Linked DNA regions of Bos taurus: region 2 is linked to region 1. The links are chromatin contacts, called in public Hi-C maps. All regions are on one chromosome and are shown on one strand. The core of a region is the stretch at or near the end of the contact, and the rest is flanking DNA. Distances in the headings are between cores, read along the strand shown.

Region 1 (3,106 bases), core at 275-2,774:
CCTTTCAGGACAGCCCTCAGGACAGCAGCCTGTTCCTTGGAAAGCTCTGGTTTGGTGGGGGGCAATCTCAGCCTCTTCACAGGCAGGGGCCACCTTGTGACTTCCTGGGGGGAGAGGGCTGTCTCAGGACCTCCCCACATCTCCTCGGCATCACCCCCTCCCTTCTTGGTCTGGTAGGTAGCCCTTTGTGTCTCTGCTGGCTTCTCTCCTTGGAGCCCTTGGGCAGCCTTGGCTCAACTGGAGATCTTGGCTCAACTGGAGAGTCCAGGTCTCTCCCTGAGGAAGGGATCAAAGCTGGATCTCCACTGACTCTGGGTATCACCCCTAAAGTCCCCTGTCTGCAGGTCTAGATTCTCCTCAGCATCCTCTCCTGGGTTCCCTAACTCTCCTGGTCCTCCAACCCATCCTTTGTTCTCGCAACTTTTCCTGTCACAATCTGTCTCTTTGACCTAAAATCTCCTAAGCCAAACCCTGCTGAGCCAGGGCCCCTTTTTGCCCCATCTCCATCTTCTCTCCAGCTTAGTCTCAAACCCCTGTGGTTTGTGATCCATCTTTTCCAGTTTGTGAACACTGTCACATCCACCAGACTTTGTCCCCCAACACCTCCCCCGCATCTGATTGGACCTGTGGGCTGCCCCTAACACAGCTGATCACTTTATTCTCTCCAAAACCTCCTCTCCTCCTCAAGGAGGACCTCATTCCTACATTTCTGAAGCACCTTCTCTGCTTTCTCTTTTAACGTGACCTAAGCGCATTTTCCCTATTCTCAATCTCAAGGATTGCACTATGAGAAACACAAGCACAATTCCCTTATTTCCGTTAGTCTCAGAAGCCTGATGAATATCTCCTCTGAAGTAATCAGCAGCCATCTCAAATACCACCACCATCTTCCCCCTAAACTTGGGCTTCCTCAGTCTCTTCCATCTCCCACTCCCCAAGGCGACCCCCGTTCTCCGATGTCCTCACGGTGCGGGGCTTGGCTCCCGCCCGAGGTTCCGTGGGCCGCTTCACCGGCGTGGTATCCGTGACCCGGGTGGCCGCCGCACGCCGCAACTCCTCGGGCTGCACGGGGCTGATGCTGATGAAGTCGCGGGGCCGCGGGCCAAGCAGCTGCGTGCGGGCGGAGGCCGGCCCGGGACCCGGGGCCGCCGCCAGCTTGAGGCGCAGCGTGTGCAGGAAGCGGCGCAGGCGGTCCGGGGGGCAATCGGAGAGCAGCAGCTGGACGGCGCTGGCCCGGGGAGTGCTGTCGGCGGGGAACCGCAGAGTGCTGCGCCCGGCTGCAGCGAAGCGGGTGAAGAGGCGCGCGGCGCGCACGGGGAAGCAGCGTGGCCGCCCAGCGGGCCCGGGCGCCTGCAGCCTCAGCATCAACTCGCGGCGCTCGTTACGACCCAGGCTTAGCTCCGCGGTGCGTAGGGACTGGCGCCTTCGCGGCTGCCCACCGGGGCTCAGCTCCTCCACGGCCACACGGCACCGCAGTTCTCCGTCCTCGCATTCTGCGGCCGCTGCCTGGGTGCCCGAAAGCATCGCCGCCGCCTCTGCAGGTCTGCAAAAAGACCGGAGCACAGGCGTCACAGGGACTCAGGGGACATCATAGGTGGTACAGAAGTCTGGACAGGGAGCCCAGTCAAAGCCACAAAGGGTCCCAGGGCTGTCACTGGTAACACAAAGAGGTCACGGAGACTGTAAAAGCACCCTGGGGGCAAACAGGAAATTCTCCTAGACATTTCTCTCCCACACAATAATTTCCAGAGCTGCGGATGGGCAACGTCAAGCGCACCAAGGATTGGGAACCTCTGCTGTCCGACAAGAGCCACAGAAGAAGGGAGCCCCTGAACAGAAAAGAAGCTTGCTTCTAAGAGACCCAGGGCGGGCACGGGAATCTTGAGTCCTCTCTGCAAGGAAGGAGGAGACTCACTTGTGGAGGTAAGCAGGACTGAGATGTATGTTATCAGCGCCTTCCCTCTCCCAGCTACGTTCACTGGTTTATATGCAGCCAAGCTAGTGTCACTATTTCCCATGTACAGAAGTGGAAAACAGGCTGAAAGAGACCACAACGGCTGGTAGGAGTCAGGGATCGTGGGATTCGGAAGCTCTGGTGCTTCCCATCTCTAAGGTGGGGTGGAAGTGAAATTATTTGGCTACGGAAATAGCGGAGGGACCCTGGCTTCCGGGAACCAGTCCACGTGCCGTCTGATTCATTCGTATGCACCCTCCTGGCAGGGACCCCTTGAAGAAGAACATTCTGCCTCCCACGTCTGGGATCAGGTGGACACTCACTCGTGCCAGCACTCGGACGAACCAGTTGAGACAAGTCGGCCTGCAGGCAGTAGTAGCACACTGGAAACTTTCAAATTCTGGGAGTAGAGAATCATCCTATCACCTGCAGGAGCTTTAAATTTTCTAGCCAATCAGAGAAAGCGGACGTGACAAGGGGCGTGTCTTTCTGTGCCTTTCTACCCTCAGAGCTTGGGCTGTACCAATAGCACGCCAGAGGAAGGAGGCTTATTGTGGTGGCGGAGCATACCAAGTCGCGCGGACGAGTGGATGTAGTGGGAGGGGACGGAGACTGCAGCTGGGCCGCGCGTGGATTAGTGTCACCAATCGCGTCTCTGAAGATTTATTTTCAAGACCTTGCCTCCAACACAGACTTCCTCCCCTCTAGCCCTCACACAGCGGCTGAACTTGGCCTTGGGTAAGAGCTGCCTCCCATCTCTGTTTACACTCACGGGACCTTTGTCCATTTCTGGGCAGACCGCCCCCCAGCCCTTGCCCCCTGACCGAGACCTGCTGCTCCCGCTGCCCCCACCCCCAGTTCCTTCCACGCTTATCGGTCTTTGTGTCATTTTACTCATTTGTCTGTCCCATCCGTCTGAGACGCATCAGTGAAGAACTGAGACCTGTGACCAAGTGCTCAGAGAGTACAAGTGAAGTGAGCGAGCCTCTGTCTTCAGGAATGCGTATCCCTCTCATTGCACTGAATGCATAGGGAATTTGTTTTTAATTTTCTTTCCCCTCATTAAATCTTGGAATGACTAGCTAGAAGGCATCTTACAGGTGAGTCAGCTCGCTCATTTATTCAATTGCCCACATTTTTCAAATTAGGAAA
Region 2 (3,106 bases), core at 262-2,761, 70 kb before region 1:
CCTGAAAGCTTTGCCCTGTTTCTCAGGGATATCTGTGTTTTGCCAGGGAGCTCCTGGAGATCACAAAGCCTGGATTCCGGACCTCTGCAAATGAGGCAACGCAGGCGTGATGGGCGGAACAGAGGGAAGGGATGAGGGTGAGAGCCTGAGCTCCCCCACATTTACCTGCACGGACTCCCCTGGAAGCTCAGTGTCAGGGCTTGGGAACCTGCTCACCTGTGAAGGCTCCAAGAGAAACAACATCCTTAAAAACACTGGCCAGGTAGCAGCACCCAATTACCGAGTTGGGGTGACGAGCCTTGCCCCCAGCCCAGGAAATACAGAGCTGGCTTCGGGCCAGGGTCTCAACAAGCATCCACTTGCCGCCAGCCTCGTCCATGTGAAGCAGTATGGAAGGCATTGCGCTTATGAAGGCGGCCTCCTCTGCCATGGGGGAGATTTCAGTGCTGATGGGAAGGGACCTCTGAGTAAAATAGGCCTGGTTATTCCAAGGCCTAAAATCCTTCCAGAAAGGAAAGAAGTATTTCAAGTAACTAGATGAGCTGGAAAGGAAGAAGGTGCTTTCTAAATGGGGAGTCAGGACCTGGCCACTGCTGACCTCAGCTTACTGTGTCCTTGTCTGGAAGCCCTGACTGACACCTCCACCCTAGGTCCAAACGCCGACTGTCCACTGAGGCCTCTCTGCAAAGGCCTCACCCTGAAAAAGGCCCCCATCCAGCTGGAGAGCCCCTCCTGGGATGGCCTCAGGGCCTCCCTCCCCCTCCTGTCAGACGCAGGCCCTGCTCAGTAAAGCGTGAAGGAGGCCCCCCAGGGAAGCCACAGGAACAGGGGCCTTTAAATTATGAAGAGCTTTCTTAGCCCCTCTCAGAAAGGCCCAGGTGCCCAGCTAAATAATTCACTACCTCAGGAAGACCCGGTGGCTCCTGCCACAGCTGAAGTAGGTCAGGCATCGGTCTGGCCCCGGGTGGGGGCTGTGGGCCTCTGTGCTGCTTCCCCAACCAGCACTACGAGGGGTGCCAGGCTGGGAAGGCCTTGCTTGCTTCACAAGTGCGGAGCCGGTCCAAACACTGCAGAGGGGTCCAGGTAAGAGGAGCGTCAAGCCCCCTCCTCTTGCTGGTGTGAACACAGCCACCAACCCCCTCTCCTCCCAGAGCCTCCCTCCGGAGCCCAGACAACCCACTCATCCAGCACCCAGCTTCTTAGAGGGCCAGGGCCTGGCCAGGCTCCACATCCCTCACAGCACCTGGGGGGCAGCCTCCCTTCACATGCAGGTACCAGCTAGGCCTGCACATGTCACCCGAGAGCCTTTCACAGCAGACAGACTCATCAGCAGGACACCTTAGATACAGGCAGCTCAGTGCAGGCCTGGGATTCAGGAGAGCAGGTGAGGCAGGAATGGAGAGGGACACCAGGGGCACCGTGGTGACCAGGTGAGGAGCTGACCAGGGCCAGCCACAGCCACTACAGCTTCGCTTGAGCAAGGCTGGAAGGAAGCCCAACAGGAGCGGGGCTCTGGGGCCTCCTCTCCTGCCCTCCCCTTCCAGGCTCAGCCTTGAGTCAGGCTGGGAAGGGTGCGGGGGTGGAAGAAAGGGCCAGGAGATGAGGGCAGAGGACGGAGACGTTAAAGACAAACAGCCATCAGCTCAGTGCTCCCACCCTCCAGAAGGAAAGAACTTCAAACCACCATTTCACAGATGAGGAAACTGAGGCCCCGAACTGCAAAAGGGAAGGATCAGGGTTGGCTGCTGGCATCCTGACAGGATCCAGTGCAGCCTGGGGTCTAAGCACCTCACCCTTTCCCTGACCTCTGTACCCACACCCAGCAAGAACCCGGCTCAGGAATGGAGCTGCAGCTGGGAGCCTGCAGGGTGGGTGGGCTTAACCCTTCCAGGCCCAACTCCCCGGTTCTCTGCTTCTCTAGCACAGGGACATGACACACACCAAGGACACTCCCGCAGGAGCCCAACCTCTGAAACCACAGTCCTCTACCCAAGGGCTGAAAAGGCCATGGAGTTAGGCCAGCCCGAAGACACCATCGGAAACAACGAAGGTCCCATCTGGGTGCTTAAACTGGGTGCAGGGAGTCTCCGCCCCCATCCTCAGACAAGAAAGTAAAGAATGAATTAAACACAGGCTGGGCTGATAGACAGGCCCCTGCTGCATGACCCCTGGTGGGTCACTTCCTCGGCAGACTCAACTCACACACAAGAGGGCAGGAGGGAGAGGCCGCGTGAACCCAGGCCCAGGCCTGCCTTGCCTCCTCCCCCCGAGTCCCCAGCACCTGTCCTCTGGCTGTGCCCAGCGATGGCTGTCTACAACCCAAGGAAGCACAGGTCGGAGAGCAGTTACTTTGGATGATTTCTTTTTATTTTGCGTTTCATATATTATCCAGTTTCACATTCTCACAGGATCAGCAATTACAACAGCCACCTCGTCTCCCAAGTCTGAAAACGGCAAGACGGCCACGGCCGCGGCCAAAGGCGAAGCACTAATGTGCTCACGAAACAAAAATTGCACAACTTTTCCTTCATTTTTCTTAAACTAATGGCTGACGCTAAGGCTCACTGCTGGAGAACGGAAACCCTTTTCTTCTTCATGCCTCAAACGAAAACGTTAAACTTATCTGACAAGGCGGACAAGGTCTCTTCAATAATTAATTGCACACACACACGAAAAAATCCTTTATGTTGCATAAATATTTTGTTACACAGGGTACAAAAATACTTTCACTTTTTTGGTTGGTTTCAAAGTTTGGAAAGAATGAGGAGCCATGGCAGGGGTGGGGTGCGCCGGGGAGAGGTAAGCGAAACGGGTAGAGAAAGGATTTTCTTAATGGTTGTTGGCCCATCTGAGGAGGAGGAAACAGAGGACCCTGATTTGAAATGACCAGGAAAATGCTCTGTCTTGGCTGGGTGGTCCTTCCTGTTCAGCCTGGAAGTGAGTGGGGTGGTGGTGGTGGTGGTGGTGGGGTGCCAGCCGCGGGGCGGAACTGGCTGCGGGGCTTGGTCCTCACTGAAGCCGGGTGGGTGCAGGGCAGGGGTGTGGGGAGAGGGACCTGGAATGATGAGCTGTTAGTGGCCAGGCCTTGTTGCCATGGTGACACAAT

What was found. Hi-C and Micro-C count contacts between places; a contact is called where the count stands out from the background.
Region 2: a Hi-C map of an unstated tissue shows a contact between it and region 1, with 2.7 times the contacts expected there. The contact joins the enhancer-like site here to the promoter of PIF1 in region 1. A contact is called at or near these places in 4 of 11 Hi-C or Micro-C datasets (blastocyst, liver, skeletal muscle and 1 more).

The regions. Positions count from the first base shown.
Region 1 is chr10:45,268,771-45,271,876 of ARS-UCD2.0, reverse strand. PIF1 (PIF1 5'-to-3' DNA helicase) reads right to left here and starts at 1,524. Exons shown (of 12, transcript NM_001206052.1): 1 at 967-1,524; 2 at 1-104. The coding sequence starts at 1,524. It overlaps LOC132346299 (a long non-coding RNA gene), which reads left to right and starts at 1,532. Exons shown (of 2, transcript XR_009496089.1): 1 at 1,532-1,923; 2 at 2,221-3,106.
Region 2 is chr10:45,338,631-45,341,736 of ARS-UCD2.0, reverse strand. No RefSeq gene overlaps it. Among named protein-coding and RNA genes, the nearest start is that of OAZ2, 26 kb to the left of the region's middle. Within about 2 kb of position 1,511, at least 20 of the 102 cell types and tissues checked have an H3K27ac peak or open chromatin away from gene starts, as enhancers often do.